2 separate regions of the Gasterosteus aculeatus genome follow, and region 2 is linked to region 1. Evidence: chromatin contacts called from public Hi-C data. All regions are on one chromosome and are shown on one strand. Each heading gives the region's core, a stretch centred on a gene start, on an enhancer-like site or on the middle of the called end of the contact. The rest is flanking DNA. Distances are from core to core; before and after follow the strand shown.

The links. A called contact is a pair of places that touch in the nucleus more often than the background predicts.
Region 2: a contact with region 1 is called in a Hi-C map of skeletal muscle, with 3 times the contacts expected there. The contact joins two enhancer-like sites. A contact is called at or near these places in 2 of 6 Hi-C or Micro-C datasets (skeletal muscle and tail fin).

Annotation. Positions count from the first base shown.
Region 1 is chr15:7,173,545-7,177,306 of fGasAcu3.hap1.1, reverse strand. It overlaps ltk (leukocyte receptor tyrosine kinase), which reads left to right. Exons shown (of 29, transcript XM_040199443.2): 27 at 695-829; 28 at 1,045-1,135; 29 at 1,231-3,762. The coding sequence ends at 2,271. Among protein-coding and RNA genes, the nearest start is that of itpka, 11 kb to the right of the region's middle. Within about 2 kb of position 1,781, at least 2 of the 9 cell types and tissues checked have open chromatin away from gene starts, as enhancers often do.
Region 2 is chr15:7,224,111-7,227,872 of fGasAcu3.hap1.1, reverse strand. It overlaps rpap1 (RNA polymerase II associated protein 1), which reads left to right. Exons shown (of 26, transcript XM_040198770.2): 16 at 137-332; 17 at 469-578; 18 at 741-936; 19 at 1,112-1,258; 20 at 1,441-1,583; 21 at 1,802-2,234; 22 at 2,570-2,688; 23 at 2,770-3,001; 24 at 3,108-3,284. Among protein-coding and RNA genes, the nearest start is that of LOC120832486, 8.4 kb to the left of the region's middle. Within about 2 kb of position 2,057, at least 1 of the 9 cell types and tissues checked has open chromatin away from gene starts, as enhancers often do.

The DNA of each region.
Region 1 (3,762 bases), core at 532-3,031:
GTATCCGCAAGGAGGTTTTCAATGGCTCCTTTTCTTTCAACCCCATTTGAGACCTCTCATTAAAGAGTTCCAGAGATATTTAGGGCTGTCAAAAATGCTGAACATCAGGTTTTAATTAACAACTACAACAGATGTTGCGGTTTAAAAGAAATTTCTCATTCCCGCTGATGTCAAATCCAAATTGCTCTGGTTAATATTCCAGCGCAGCTGGAGACTGAAGTAATTCTGCTCCTAAACAAAACACCCCCCCTGTCAAGTTAATTAGACAGCAATATAATCTGTATTTAAGACACACAGCCAACTGGAGTAAGAACACAGTGAGGATCAAAGCACTTTACTATGGCATAAGAAGTTGAATATTAGGCGTGGGCCAAATAATGTCACAATTGAACTTTTGAAGACCAGAGGAAATGTTTGTTTACAGGCTCAGAGACATCTGACCTTGATAAATGCGCTTAGTCTTTTACGGCAAGATGTCTATAAAAGTGACAGATGGATGGTGGTGGATACAATTAGACCACAGAGAATTCTGGGAGAAAAGAAAAAGAAAGACCGGCTTTTACTCCCGTTACCAAAAACTGTGAACTGATAATTAGCATTTTAAAATAAATGTTATCTGCCTCTGTTATAACAGATTGATTCTGGTGCTCTCAGTCAGTTCAACTCAGTGGTTGATCTTTCTCTCCCCCTGCAGGTCTTTTGGGGTGTTGCTGTGGGAAATCCTCTCGCTGGGATTCATGCCGTATCCTTGTAAAACCAACCAAGAGGTGCTGGAGTTTGTCACCAGCGGAGGCAGAATGGATCCTCCCAAGAGCTGTCCCGGGCCTGTGTGAGTACTTACAGGGAACACATCGAAATAACTGCAGGGTCGAACCAGATGATTTCAGGGATAGCCAAAAGAAATGGAAGATTTGGCTTTGTATGCAACTTTTAATATGTAATTGATTTGAATTCTGTGGTTTTCTTTGTTTTCTTTGCTTTGGTAATCTCATGGTTCAGCTTAAACAATATATCTGAAATGTGTGTCTGTTTTTATGGCTCTAGCTATCGGATCATGACCCAGTGTTGGCAACACTGTCCCGAGCACCGGCCCAACTTCTCTACCATCCTGGAGAGAATTGACTACTGCTCTCAGGTATGTTCTTTATCCAAAATTAATTGTCATCGCGAATGTTGTTGAATAAAAACAATTTAAAAAAAAACCTTTTCCTCTTCATTGTTCTGCTTCAGGACCCGGATGTGATCAACACACCTCTGCCCGTTGAATACGCCCCCGCTGCAGACGACAAAGGAGGCCCAACAATCCTCCCCTCTGACCTCGCCAGCCTCACTCCCCTCTTGGTGTCCCATCCTGTGTCCCAGGCTTTCCCCTCCCAGCTGGGTGTCTCCTCTCTGGGCCTCGGCCCAACACCGCTTCCCCCACAGCCTACCAAACCGCGTGTGCTCCTCCAGAGGACCCAACCCGTCCACCAAGAAGTGACATCGTGCCGCGAGGCTTTGCAGCCGTGCTGGGCGGAGCCCGTGCCGGCCCCCGGTTTGCCGGCGGGAGGCCACTGGCTCCACCCGGAGCCTTCCGGGCACCAGCCGTGCTCCAGAAACAGCTCCTCTTCGGGGAGCCAGAGGCTGAAGAACAAGACAAAGAACCTGTGGAACCCCACATACGGCTCCTGGGTTTTGGAAAGCTTCCGGGGGAAGAAAACGCTGGCTCACACTCAGTCCATGCCGCTCTCGAGCTCCGCCACCACCGCCCCCAACACACAGGCCCCTCACACCTGCAACGCAAACTGTGAACACAACGAGGCTGAGTGCAACAGCGCCCACCCGCCGCCGCCCGGCCTCTGCACTTCCTCTACCTCGTCCCCGTCCGGCCCGACTAAAACGCCCCCGAGCACGTCCTCCCATAAGACCCCGACAAGTGGGCCCGTCAGAGCCGGTACGGACCTGGCTAAGCTCCAGAGTTTCCCCTGTGGCAACGTCAACTACGCCTACGACGAGCAGAGCTACGAGGCCGAGAGCCTTCCCTTGGTCCTTCCCAAAACCCCAGAGGCCGTCAAAAACAGCAGCTTTGCCCCCGTGGCCTCCGCGGGGAGCGGCCTGGGACTGGCGTTTGGCCTCCACGCCGCCTCCTCTTGTGTGCCCAAGCTGCTGCTGAAGCGCCACGCCAGCTACGGGCACGAGGACGTGAGGCGACACGCCAAGGCCGAGAAACCCGCGCGGGACCGAGACTCCGGCTTTTCTCTGTCCGAAGACCTCAGCGTTAACCCCGTCTGAGAAGGGGCTTACTGTAACAGGGGTTCTGAGTGACGCGTGAATGAAATGTCACAACCTGGAGGAACAAACGGCATCACCGTGAGGTTTTCGTTCTAGAGCCACAGCATCAAGTTATTGGAGCTACTCTGTACTGCGATACAAAGAGGCCTCTGTCCCACTGGTACACATGCAGCCCTGTGATGGGTCATGTCCACATCAACAGAAAAGTTCTGCTGTAGTTTGACTCCTTTTCTACCTATTTGTTGTTGTTTATTTCCATGAAGGCTTTAAAAGTAGTATATGTTGCATTATAGCAAACGTTTAGCTGGTATTTGTAGTAATTTGTGTACAGTAGGAATATACACACAGAAAATGTTGAGCCGTTGAGAAGCGAATCACTGTTCTTTTGCTTATTTATTTTGATTTCAAAGGATGGAAATTCAGTGATGTCAGCTATACAGCAATAACACGTCTCTGATCTTTTCCTTCAACGGAAGGTCTACTTCTTGTTTCCGGCATGTCCTCAGCTAATGGGGTTTTCTCTGTAGTTCGTAGAGACTGGTGTGTGTATGTCAGTGGTAGTTGTGCACACAAGAACATCCTAAACAGTGATTTAGTTCAGGTTGTCAAATGTGAACCTTCCTCCCGCTGAGGATGCTGGTTTTGGTTTCACAGACAGTCAGGAGAGTCAGATATTTCACACTTTACACCCACTTTACATTCTGTTTGCGTGGGGGTTAAAATAAAGAACATATAATGTGTTTGTTGCTGGAATTTAGAGGATGCAAATATAATATCCTCTCAACCGAGCCGGACTTGCCGTCTTTGTGCTGATCTAATGGGAACTGCCTCCTGGCTATAGATGCACACTAACAGTGCAAAGTGGTTTGATTTGACTAAAACAAAAACAAGTAAGCATTTTTCCCAAAAAACAGTCCCCTTGCTCACTGGTAAGCGTCGAGTCCTGAAAATCCCTTCCTGTATCTTCTGGACTGAGGCTAATTTTGCCAAACTCCATATATTTTTAGTTGGCATTGCATATTTTTGACTCATCTCTTTCCCCATGTCCAAATATGTCCTTGTCCTGAAGGATGTCTCATAATAGCATTGGCGTGTAGTATTAGATGACCACGCAGCTGTGAAAATATTTGCTAATTTTGTACTCTCTTTCGTACGCTGCACTAACCTGCTGCATTTGTAGCTATTTTTTCATTTATTATTCATTTATATTTATGTATTTGTAGTCGATCACTGCCATTGAACACCGCTGCACTGCATCCGATGGTGCTGTGCTCGTAGTACCGATGTTTACTCAGCAGGGGGAGCTATTGAGCCGTGGATCTACCAAACATGCTGCTGCAGGTATCTCACTTCATTCAATTAATCAAATGTTCCAGGGTTAAAACCTCTATTCAGTATGATTACTTTTTATTATTTCTTATTTAATCAATCCTGGTAGTTGTATACCACACATGTCTTTTGAGCCTAAACGATTTGTTTTGCTGTATGTTG
Region 2 (3,762 bases), core at 808-3,307, 50 kb before region 1:
TTTACCATTTTTCTGACTTTTTAAAGACCAAACAACGTATTAATCAATTAATAAAGAACCTAACTGACAGATTATCAACACTGAAAATGCCCTTTGTTGCAGTCCAATACACAGAACCCACTCTGTTTTACCACAGCTGCCAGGGAGAGGAATGCCCCCCTCCTCCCCCAGTGTCTTGGGGTCATGTCACAGGGTTGCAGGCTTCACTGTTGGGACATTTGAGGGGCTTTGTGAAGGATCTCGATAATCCAGTTCAGAAGGATGTCAGCCTGGTTGTCATACCGGCTTACTTAGCTTACCTGGAAGCTTACTACCATCAGCTCTCCCGACAGGTACTGCTCCTTGCTGCGTTAAAACAAATCCACCTATACTTTCTACGACGCGTGTCTTGTTGTGTCCCCACGAGTTCACATAGTGAGTGCTTTAAACGAGCTATGAATCCATGAACTATACGACTCTGTTTCTCAGAAGTGTTTCAAGCCAGTAGAGACCCTTCAGGAAATAGAGCGGCTGGTCTCCGAGGTTCTCGTCCCTCTGATGTCCCACCATGCTTTCCAAGGGCTGATGGAGAACCTAAAGTATGTCTGACCCACCGTGAGACCAGTGCAGTCTTTGTATTTCTTGTATTTTCACTTTTCATATCGCCGAATAGTAATGTATAAAAAATGAATACTGATTTGATGTTCTTGACTTGTTTTTATTGATTTGTTGACAGCCTTTTTTATTATTATTTTCACCAGGTCGTCCTCCGTGGTGTGTAATGTCCAGTCTGATGGTCTGGGCCCAGAAACCAATCCCAGCCTCCCTGGTCTGGCCTGCCCAGGATGGAGGAACCGCCCGGGGCTGGTTGCTCCTAACTCCCCCTTCCCTCTGCTCACAGCCCTGGGGCTTCTCCTGGAAACTATCACAGGGATCCACAAAGGCCTCAGCAACAAGGTACAATTTCAGGGAGAGTTGGGGAGATCTTTAGGTTTTTTTTTTGTCATCATGCAAGGATGGGGACAGACAAAAATGAGCCATGCAATACATATACTTGGTGAATAACATTGTATCACTGCTAAGCAAACCTTCAGCCAAAGAACAAAGCAGTAAAGTATTAATCTCTCTCTAGTTCACCAGCCTCCTCCTGTCAGTCCATGTGACTGGTTACCTGAGAAGTTGCAGTCAGGCTGTGCCCACCCTTTGTCACAGCAGAGCCTGGCTTCTCCGTCACGAACACCACCTCCTCTATCTGCTGCTGCGGGTGGCAAACAGACTGGTAGGCTGCAAACTCGTTAAAAGTTGACCTAAAGCATGAGGTTAAAGCTTTGTTTCAGCAGTATATTTGCTATTTATTCTGGTTGTGGTAGCATTCTATTACAAACCAAGTCCACTTTTCATTAGGAATGCTTATAAGGCATCCTAATTTTCCCCTAAACAGCCATTTTTGTTTCTTCTCAGGTGTCCATTGAACCAGAAGTAGCCAAGCATGCTTCTCTTTACCACACGGTGGCGCTGGTTCTGCTGCCATGGTTGTTACCAGGCAGTGAATACCTGGGACATCAACTCCTTTCCACCATCATCTTCAACAAGGACTTTATATCGTAAGTCGACTCTACTCATTTTAAAATTGTATTGGCAACACAATCAACACTGAGAGACATTTTTTAAATTCCATACAAACAAGCTGGATATAATCTTTTTTTTCACAGGTTTTAGCATATTCAAAGAAACATTCCTTGGGAATTTGATGGATTTTAGCTGTTTAAACTGATCCGCCGAAAGTCCTGTTCCTCACGTTCCTCATCTGTTTGCTTCCCAGAGAGGGACACAGCGGAGGACCTGAGGCCGTCGAGCTGGGCGAGCTGAGACTCCAAGAGGAAACGTGCCAACGCGCCTTTCCCTCTCTGCAGACAGTTGGAGCCCTGCTGAGAGAAGCCTGCATCCAGCTGCCGTCCATACGCGGCTGCTTCCTCACTCACCTGGCCCACCTCGAGCCACTTGTGCTGACGTCGCGAGACGCTCTCCTCGGCCGCAACCCCTGGATCGGCTCCCATCTCCTGCCGGAGCTCACCGGTCCCACCGTGCCTTCTGATTGGCCTTTCCTCCCGCTTGTCAGCCTGTATGAGCGGACAGGTCTGTCCGACGGGGGCGGGCTGGCGGTGGAAGACCTCCCGCAGGGCGCCCTGCAGGCGGTGACCCACTGTCTGCAGTGGCTGCTGCTGCTGGAGGTCTGGAGGGAAGAGGCATTAAAGGTGGAGGCGCAAGTAGAGACAATTTGCTTTTTTATTTTGTGAAAACATTGATTGATTGTTGTCCTTTTTATGAGGATCACTAATTGTTCTTTAGACATTTTCTTTTTAGCTTGAAAGCAACTTATGCAGCTTTCTTGGAGACTGACATTTGTCAGTGTTTTCATGTTAGGATTGCGCCACCCTTAACAGGATTCGACATAAGGAGAGCACTGCGGTTCAAGCACACGTCGTAGACCTGACTTAGACTTTTGTGGGAAATTTTTTCAACAACAAATGTAAAATCAATTTGTCTATTTATCGGATATTAACCTCTGGAACATTTTGTCGTATTGTAGGTGGTCCTTCCTGTTGCCAAACTCGCCCGCCTGTCCTGTGTGTTCCTGTGCTCCAGTGACTTGTTCCTGGAGAGACCGGTTCAGAAACTGACCTGGGGTCTGTTCAGACTGCTGACCAGGTCTAGGAAATGTTTGATATCCTTACTCTCGGCGTACAAAAGCAGAGAATTGAGTCAAAAAAAGTTTCTTTCCATTTTCAGGCAATCCAGGCTGGACTCTTTGGACCTGAACGTCCCTCCTCCCGGTCTAGCTTCCTTCCAGGACCTCTACTCTGCTCTTTTAAGCCAGTTTGAAGCGGTGTCCTTCGGAGACCGGCTGTTTGGCTGCTGGCTGCTCTTACCCTTGCAGAGGCGGTACAGCGCCACCATGAGGCTAGCTGTGTTTGGGGAACATGTGGGAATGCTGCGGTCACTGGGAGTCACTCTGGCTCAGGTAATGAGGATGTACCCACTTATAGTCTCATTAGTTGCCTTTGCATGTTTAAAAATTATTTTGAGTAAATTATCAATAATTCTGTCTTTCTGCACTTGGTTTGAAGCTCTCCATTCCTATGGAGCGGTTCACATCGCCCCCTGAGGACTCCCTGCCTCTCCTCCATCTCTACTTCCGCTCGCTGGTGACGGGGACCCTGAAGCCCTGCTGGTGTCCTGTCTTATATGTAGTCACCGTGTCTCACGTCAACGCTTTCATCTTCTCTCAGGATGCTGCAGCGCAGGTACAGAACTGAATCATCCGGCCAGTTGTTCATGAAGTCTGTTGCACTGCCCTCACCGCAGTCTTCAGGTTATTTATAAATGTTTTTATAAAGGATTGTGCTTTTCGGCCACAGTTAAACAGATGTTGTTTAGCGAAAGCAGAAGCTGCCACAGCGGCAACACATCGAGGGTTGGATTCGTGAGTTTCTTGTGTGTTTTCAAATGGATTTATGCACTTTTTCTGCATCAAACATGAGCTCATTGGACCCACAAACCATCAACATTTTTGCGTCTGCAAAACTCACATTTTATTGATTAACCGTCCAGGAGCATCTTCTGAGTTGGTCTCAGAAATTCCTCTTGGCTCTTTTGTGATCCTGAATATTGATTCAAGTCATGGAATGTGATTTATTTAACGGTTTAGAAGTAAACGCCCTGTAATAAGAAACACATTCAGCAAGTTGTTTACTCCGATCACAACGACATTTGTTTTTTACT